Linked DNA regions of Sus scrofa: all the other regions are linked to region 3. A link is a contact called in public HiChIP or PLAC-seq data. All regions are on one chromosome and are shown on one strand. Each heading gives the region's core, a stretch centred on a gene start, on an enhancer-like site or on the middle of the called end of the contact. The rest is flanking DNA. Distances are from core to core; before and after follow the strand shown. Region 1 has its middle 12 kb from the start of THSD7B. Region 2 overlaps THSD7B (thrombospondin type-1 domain-containing protein 7B). Region 3 overlaps THSD7B (thrombospondin type-1 domain-containing protein 7B).

Region 1 (2,700 bases), core at 59-2,558, 180 kb before region 3:
TTTGAGCCAGCGCCCTAGTGCCCAACCTCTCAAAAAACCCTTCTAACTTGGAATAAAAAAATTTCAATCTGTGGAGTTCCCTTGTGGTACAGTGGATTAAGGATCTGCATTGTCACTGCAGTGGCTTGGGTTGCTGCTATGGTGTGAGTTTGATACCCGGCCCGGGAATTTCCACATGCTGTGAGCATAGTTTAAAAAAAAAAAATCTCCATCCATAAACAAACCGTGGTACATCTATAAAGCAGAACACCCCTTGGGAATAAACAAGAACGAATCATAAATTACTCTCACAGGCATTATCACTATGCCACATCTAAGAAGCATGTATTAAAGAATACATAACATATGGATCTACTTTTCTTATAGGCTTGAAAGACAAAACTATTGTGGTAGAGAACAGATCAGTGGTTGCCACGGGTTAGGAGTGGCAGGAAGGAGTGGCAATAAAGGGGCAGAATGAGACAGTTTCTTTGGAGTGATGATACCATTCAATGCCCTCATTTGGTAGAGTTTACCTGAATCTATATATGTGTTAAAATTCATAGAACTGTATTTAAAAAAGTCAGCTTTACTGTATGATAATTTTTTTAAGTGAAAGAAAAGCCAGCATATTATTAAAAATAGTAACCACAACAATGAACAGTGTTTCAGTCTGAATTGGGCAAGTCATTCCACCATTTGGGGTCTCTTTAGAATCTGCTGTGACAGGAAGGGTCTATGCAGTCAGAAGCTGCAGGAGTAAATGCCTATGAAGGGGACAGGCGATGATGTAGATGGAAGGCAATAAGGAGTGATGAGGACTGTGGAGAACTAGTGAGTTTCCATCTGCCTGTATTGGAGCAGCTTCACCTTCTGTCTCAGCTGATGGCTACCATGATGGATTATGTGCCTAATTTGTCTGATCTTTTGACTTTCAAGATAAGTGAGGACTTAAAATTTTTTTTTTGTCTTTTTTTTTTTTTTAATTTTTTTTAGGGCTGCACCCACAGCATATAGAGGTTCCCAGGCTAGGGGTCTAATTGGAGCTGTAGCCACCAGCCTACACCAGAGCCACAGCAATACCAGATCTGAACCGCATCTGTGATCTACACTACAGCTCATGGCAACACTGGGTCCTTAACCCACTGAGCGAGGCCAGGGATCGAACCCGCAGCCTCATGGTTCCTAGTCAGATTCATTTCTGCTGCGCCACGAGGGGAACCCCCGACTCTTGAAATTCTTTTAAAGGTGAAATTTCTTATTTGTAAGCACTACACAAACTCGACGCAACGTGTCTGTGAATCATAATGCTGAGGAACTGACAGTTTGCAGCCATTGAATAGAATGTTCTGTACCATCCTTTTGAACTCGCTGGGCCAGGATTGTAAACCCTGATAAGGAGTTTCTTTGTCAGAGATTGCATCAGAGATTTGAAGTAACTTCGAAGTCTCTTGCACCATTGCACTGAATGTAAAATTAAGCCCCGCTTTTCTCCATTAAAATGTTGTGCAATTCAAGAACTAAGTGTTACTGTGGTTATCAGAATCCACACATGAGGAAGAGAACCCAGTGCTGATGTGGTCTCAGATGGCTCTGCTCCCCTCTTGGTGGCCCTGCAAGAGCACTTAGAAATGTGTTATTTAGTTTGTTACAGATCATAGCCTCTCATAAGTGGGCCTGACTTCTCTGTACACATTACCGATTTTGTGATGATGAGTGAGAATTGAGTTCATCTTTCACCCCTATCGCCAGACCATGATTGATGTGCTAGTACTCTTAGATTTTTCATTTGGCATGTAACAGGGGCAGGCCCATTTATAAAAGGCTGAAAAATGGCATCAGTGTAGGGAACAAATACACCCAGAGCAGGAAGCTGGGGAATGGAGTGCAGGCGTGAGTAGGACAGAGGAGTTTAGGAGTTGTCGGGCCTGGTCTCCAGGGGCTGGAAGGATGACACTCCTCTCCACTGTACAACATCAGCATTGCAATGCACCAAGCGAAGAGCCCCGTTTGGGAATCTGTGGGGACAAGTCTAGGGCTGGGAGGGGATTGAAAAGAGGTTTGCCTGAAGGTGCTTTGGCCCTTAGGGTTGCATCCCCAAAAGCCCCAGACGCAGGCTGAAGGAGGGAGAAATCTGTAGATTCAGACCTCAGAACATATGAAAGGAAGTTGAATCTTTTCTTGCTAGTGAACTGTGGCAGCTAGAGGTTTTGCCCAACATGGATTCCCTTCACCATTTCTTTTAACAATTAAAACTTGTTTTTCATAGAGAACCTGTTCCAGTTTGGGAAGAAAAGTGACCTCTACCTTTCTTCCAGAGTAGGGCATATAACCAGGCCCTCTGATCAGAGAACCACTTTCCCTAGCTGCATTATTAGTTCCAGGATGAACTTGTGACTCCACTGGGTATAATCTGAATTCTTCCTGGTACTTATAACTAAACAGAAAGAGGGACTTTTCTCCGTGAGTATGGGCTGTAAGAATGATATAACCTAGAGGATCTTGTCACCATATAGAAGAGTCTATGAAAGGAAAATTAAAATGATAAGTGCATTTAAAAGGTCTTGATGTGGAGTTCCCGTGTGGCACAGTGGTTAATGAATCCGACTAGGAACCATGAGGTTGCGGGTTCGATCCCTGGCCTTGCTCAGTGGGTTAAGGATTCGGCATTGCCGTGAGCTGTGGTGTAGGTTGCAGATGCGGCTCAGATCCTGAGTTGCT
Region 2 (2,700 bases), core at 137-2,636, 140 kb before region 3:
TGGAAAAAGACACTATGCTTGGAATCAGTGTTGGGCTCACTGCAGGAAAGGCGCCAAATAACGTGGAACACTATCAGTGTTACTAGCAGTATGGAGGTTAAGCATGTGGCCTCTGGGCAGGTCACATAACCTCTTTGTGCCTCAGTTTCTTCATTGGTAAAATGGTACTACCGTTATTGGGTATCTAACATACTGGGCTCTTGAACGAACACACACACACACACACACACACACACACACACACACACTTATAGTCCTTATGATAGTGCCTAGTAAATAAAAGCACATTAGAACACTTACTGGTAATTATGTAAGAGTATCATTACTTAACATGGGGCACTGGTCCTGTATTGCCACATGTACCCAAGCCTTATCTCCCTATCAAGGTTGCAAGGCCCTTGAGGTCAGGGACTGTCCTCTCTATATAGGAAATTAGAGAGACAGGAACTGGGTTGGCTATTATCATGTGAGATGTAATATGTCTTTCCAAATGGTTTTGGTTGCAGTAGCTATGTTCAACAACAACAATTGGGCAGCTATGCAGTAGCTCGCTTGATGTCTCCAGTGTCCTTAAGAATGAGGTATTATAACTGCTCCTGTACGGGTGCTGTTGAGGCCCCACATCACGTCCCCTCAGCGTGGGCCATCAGTCTCTCTCAGGAAGACTTCCTGCTTGGAGTGCTTACTGAATCTCCCAGCTTTCTTCCTTTTATTTCCTTAAAATATGATTTTCCCACAGTTCTGTGGGGTCAAGTTGGGGTGGGGAGGGAGGTGGTGGTGGCAGAGGAGACAGGGCATTGTATCCCTGTTCTAGACACCTCAATCCCTGGTGCTGAACAAGGGTGAGATCTGGTCTGGAGGATTTGGGGGGGTGGGAATATGATGGGGCTTTAACTCCAGACTGGGTTGGCTTTCTCCCAAAATATAAGTTCTGAAACACTGGAGTTCCCGTCTTGGCTCAGCAGTAACAAACCCAACTAGTATCCATGAGGATGTGGTTTCAATCCCTGACCTCGCTCTGTGGGTTGGGGATCCAGAGTTGCCATGAGCTGCGGTGTAGCTCTCAAATGTAGCTCAGATCTCCTGTTGCTATGGCTGTGGCATAGGCTGGCAGCTGCAGCACTGATTAGAACCCTAGCCTGGGAACTTCCATATGCTGCAGGTGTGGCCCTAAAAAGCAAAAACAAACAAACAAACGAAAAACTGAAACACAGTTTACAACCTCTAGGATTAATTCTTCTCAAAAGCCCCCATCTGGTCAACAGGAGAAGTTCGTATTCTTCCTATCAACAAAACCTTAACCCTATTTGTAGTGGACTAATAACCCTCATAATAGCCCTGGCCTTATTATACCAAGAGGGCATCTGCCTCCTCCCTGCCAGGGTTATGATTCAGAGCTTCCTAACATTGACTCTCTGAGATAGACAGCTCTCTCAAATCACTTCTCCCTGATCCATAGTTTCTCATTTTTTCTGTTCCTCCCAACACATCCTTCTGTTGTACTGTACATCTCAGCCAGGCAGGCATTAGGTTATTTAAGCCAGTGCCTTTTCCACGGACCTGTGAGCATCTGTACTACTGTGTCTTAATTCTTATTCTTCCAAATGCCTGAACAGTCAGTTCATCTAGTTATAGAGAGAACAGTCAGTTATATACAAAGATAGTAAGGATAAAACCCAGATCCCCTTTCTCCTGGAACTTGGAGTCTTTCTCAAGCAGAAACTTACAAAATGTTTGTTGAATTGAATTAGTCATTCAAAGAATGGTACACATTTAAATACAGAGGGGTTCTTGGAGTTGTTTTTCTCCCAGTCTTCAAAATCAGGCAGCTCAGCTCTACCACTTAAATTCACTAAGTAAATTTAGGCAAATCAATTCACTTCTCTGACCTCAGTTTCCACACCTAGAAAATGAAGCTAATAATAATAATGTCAGTGTGTTGAGAACTTACTGTGTGTCAGGTGCTGTTCTACGAACTATACATTATTAACTCATTTAAGTTCTTATCATAGAGTTCTCACAAAGGCATAAGTGAATTCATATATGGAAAATACTTAGCATTTGGCGTATGGCAAACCGGTATATGTTAGCAATTGTTCTTATAATTGGTTCTCAATTCTTGCCCAAAATTAATGTTTGGATTTGAGATCTGTTTATAGTATCTACTTTTTCTTCTTTCTTCTCCCCCCTTCCTCCTCCTCCTCTTCTCCTTCTTTTAAATTCAGAGCAGAATTTGACCATTCTCTAGGCTTTGAGTACCTCTGCCCATCACTATATTTCAGATGCCCATATCCATTCCTCTGGACTACTTGCTTCAAATTGTGCTCATAATTTTCATCCCACTCCTTCTCTGAAACTAGTTTCTTCTCTTGGTGCTGGAGACACAAAAGGAGTGAATATTCCAGGATTTTTTAATGCTTTCGAAATTTTAAAGTTATTTACACAGCTTCACTGATAGTATCTTTTCTTTTCATGCCACCGCCAAAACAAACTAGCAAACAAACCTCAGAGTTGTTAAGAGTTGGATAGGAGATGGCCATTGTTGTAGTACATTATAAAGTGTTTTCTAGTTTACAGTGCTTTTGGGCCTGCACTTTCTTGATCCTCCCCACAATTCCAGGTGGGCCTCATTGGAATCCTTGGGGTACAATTGGCCAGTAAGTTTCAAAGTGGGTTTTGAAGGATAGGACAACTGCCTTA
Region 3 (2,700 bases), core at 139-2,638:
CCATCAGGGATCTAAGCCTCCAAACTGCTCATCCTGAGTAAGTTTAAGCTGGCATACACAGAAGTTAAAGGGCCCCCCTGGTCACTGGATGGGAATCTAGGACTTGGATCGTGTCTTATTATTCAGTCTTTGGCATTTATCAGGATGCCTGTTCTAAAGTCAGAATCCAATACGTCTTTTCTTGTAAACGGTTTGTTCTTCCAGTTGGACCGAACATGTGCTCTCCCACGTCCTTTCCTTTACATGCTTCAGGCAGTGGATGTAGCACATGGTCCCCTGGGCCCTTCTGGGTGACCTGATGACCCTATTTGTCAAACGGGTGTCATATTTCAAATGAATATTTATTGAATATTGTATGTCAAGAACTTTGCAAAGCTTTGGGGACAGAAAGCTAGTCAGAGAGATCTGGTCCCTCCGGAGGAGGGGAACGCACAGTGGTAGAACTTGGTAAAGGAGCAGTTACAAGACAGCAAAAACATCGACCATAAAGAGATGGGCAGCACATGGGAACACAGAACAAACCAACTGATGATGTTGCCTGGGAGAATTGGAAAATTCATCAGTTCCTTCTCGCCTCACCTCAGCTTTGTATTATGAGATGCCAGGGTGACAATGCAGTGAAAATACGTTGAAAAAGAGAAAGGATTATGTGTGAGCACATTATCCAACAGATGCTATTGTGACTTGGGTGGCTTCAGAGAGAGCTCAGAGAGGAAAATGCTAGATGAGAAAAGAAGAGGGACAGTCATCCATTCTGATCGACCAGTAAACAGAGAAAGTTCAGGTCTATGGCCATCAACCATTAGGGCTGCAGTCACCCAGCTTGTAATGAATTGATATTTTTTATCACAGAAATGCCAAACCTGTTCATACCCTTAAGGCAGCTGAAAGCTCTCTGTGACCCAGGGTGTTAGTCACCATTATCTTCCCTTTAGAAGAAGGTGGCTGGGAAGACCAGTGATAGAAAAGCAGGTAGGATATTGGTGGGGATTGGACCTTTGGGGTGGCAAACCGAGGACCATCATGTCAAAGCTACCAGCATGATTTGGCTGGTAAGAGAGTTCTCTCCCCTTTCCCCTGCTGGAGTCATGGAGATTTGAATACTGTGTTGTTTTGAAATAAGTGGTTTGCAAACATGAACAGCTGTCCGAATGAAAGCACAATGTTCAGAGAATTATCCCTCCGTTAGGGTACACAATAGCTTGGGTCAAAGGACATCGCCCAAAGCAAAATAATTATGTAGGGCGAGAGACTGACATCATCCCAAGAGGCATTCTTAAGAAAACAAAAAAACAAAAAACTCTTAGTATTAATTTGTGTGATGCACTTGACACTCAGTTCTGTCCAAACTCAGGAGGGACGCCAACCTAGAGCCAAGGGAGAAGGAAAAGTGACCACAGGGCTCCCTCTGGTGGTAAGGCTGACCCACTACAATTCATGGCTGAAGTCCGTGCCCCAGTGGGAAGGAAATCTTAGGTTTTTTTGTCCCAGATGTAGAGGGAAATCTTCTATAGAGAGAATGTTACATGAATCTTTTTTCTGGGTTGTGCAGCAATAAAACAGGCAAGTACAATGGAATCTCCCATAAATGGCTCATTATTGGAGTGAAAATGATGCAGGAACAGCCCCTCTGTAAATCACTGTGACAGATACTAACTAAATCAGAACTAGGGGCACTTTGCCTTACACAACTGTCTCTTCTTCCTTCTTTGCTTCTTCCACTTTGCCGACACGAACCAGCAAGGGGTACGCTTTCTCACTTTCTTTGAAGTTGAATCATTGTTACATTGCTGAGGAAACAGCAGTAAATTGTGGTACCCCCAGACCATGATGGGCTCTTGTCTTTGTGGCTCTGTGAGCCTGTGGGAAGTACAGATGCACAGAGAAAGGCTGGAATGGAGAGAATTTAAGTGATCTGTTGTCCTCTCACCCCAGGAGGGATGCCTTTGATACTGATCAATACACTGATGTCACATGGCAGCTGGCCTAAGTCCCTTGAGCGACAAAGGGCCTGGGATCTCTGGGCTCATGACTGGAGTCATCCTCAGCACAGTTTCACAGTGATGCTGCATGATACCTTTGTTGCAGCTCCTTCAACTTAAGAAGAGATCATATGAAAAACAGCACCTCAGTGCTACTGGGTTTGATGTGTCTTTGGCGACAACTGATTGAGACACCTTAAAGCCAGCTGGAGATGACCGTGTTGGCAGCTCAACAGGATAAATTTTCTCAGTCTGTTCCCTGATGTCCTTGGTTAGCTGTACCATCCTTTCAGGCTGATCATCTGTATGTCATGACACAACACCAAAGCCGGGTCAGAAAGCATTGTAGCTGGCAATCCCTGCTTTGCAAATAACTAGGGCAGACCTGCAATCCCTGCAGCAGAAGTTTGCCACGACAGTTACTGGGGTGCCAGGGCTCATGGCTGAGGCTTGGTTTAGTGGCAGGAGGTTTTGCCTACCTATGCTTTAGCGACTAGACTCTTTCTCCTAGTGAGTCCCTCAAAATCATTCTTTGGGGTGACCAGAATGCACTGTGGCTGATGTTGGATTTACCCTTCCCAGCTTTGTGGCCACCCCCTTGCTTCTCTGAGCAGCCCTAGGTGAGGTGGGGAGGAGGACGGGGAAGGAGGGGATGGAACTATTGCCGATGCTGGGGTCTCTGCAGCAGACACCTGTCCGGGCAGACCCTGGGCCCCAG

Evidence for each region. HiChIP or PLAC-seq counts read pairs in DNA pulled down with a chosen protein or histone mark.
Region 1: a contact with region 3 is called in an H3K27ac HiChIP or PLAC-seq map of alveolar macrophages. The contact joins two enhancer-like sites. A contact is called at or near these places in 1 of 47 Hi-C or Micro-C datasets (epiblast stem cells) and 1 of 2 datasets of contacts at active chromatin or transcription factors (alveolar macrophages).
Region 2: a contact with region 3 is called in an H3K27ac HiChIP or PLAC-seq map of alveolar macrophages. The contact joins two enhancer-like sites. A contact is called at or near these places in 1 of 47 Hi-C or Micro-C datasets (embryonic fibroblasts) and 2 of 2 datasets of contacts at active chromatin or transcription factors (alveolar macrophages and skeletal muscle).

What each region holds. Positions count from the first base shown.
Region 1 is chr15:15,621,604-15,624,303 of Sscrofa11.1, reverse strand. No RefSeq gene overlaps it. Among named protein-coding and RNA genes, the nearest start is that of THSD7B, 12 kb to the right of the region's middle. Within about 2 kb of position 1,308, at least 3 of the 83 cell types and tissues checked have an H3K27ac peak or open chromatin away from gene starts, as enhancers often do. A contact at or near this core is called in alveolar macrophages, where this site is marked.
Region 2 is chr15:15,583,122-15,585,821 of Sscrofa11.1, reverse strand. The region is part of intron 2 of THSD7B (thrombospondin type-1 domain-containing protein 7B); the gene reads left to right. Among named protein-coding and RNA genes, the nearest start is that of THSD7B, 26 kb to the left of the region's middle. Within about 2 kb of position 1,386, at least 1 of the 83 cell types and tissues checked has an H3K27ac peak or open chromatin away from gene starts, as enhancers often do. A contact at or near this core is called in alveolar macrophages, where this site is marked.
Region 3 is chr15:15,440,084-15,442,783 of Sscrofa11.1, reverse strand. The region is part of intron 7 of THSD7B (thrombospondin type-1 domain-containing protein 7B); the gene reads left to right. Among named protein-coding and RNA genes, the nearest start is that of THSD7B, 170 kb to the left of the region's middle. Within about 2 kb of position 1,388, at least 11 of the 83 cell types and tissues checked have an H3K27ac peak or open chromatin away from gene starts, as enhancers often do. A contact at or near this core is called in alveolar macrophages, where this site is marked.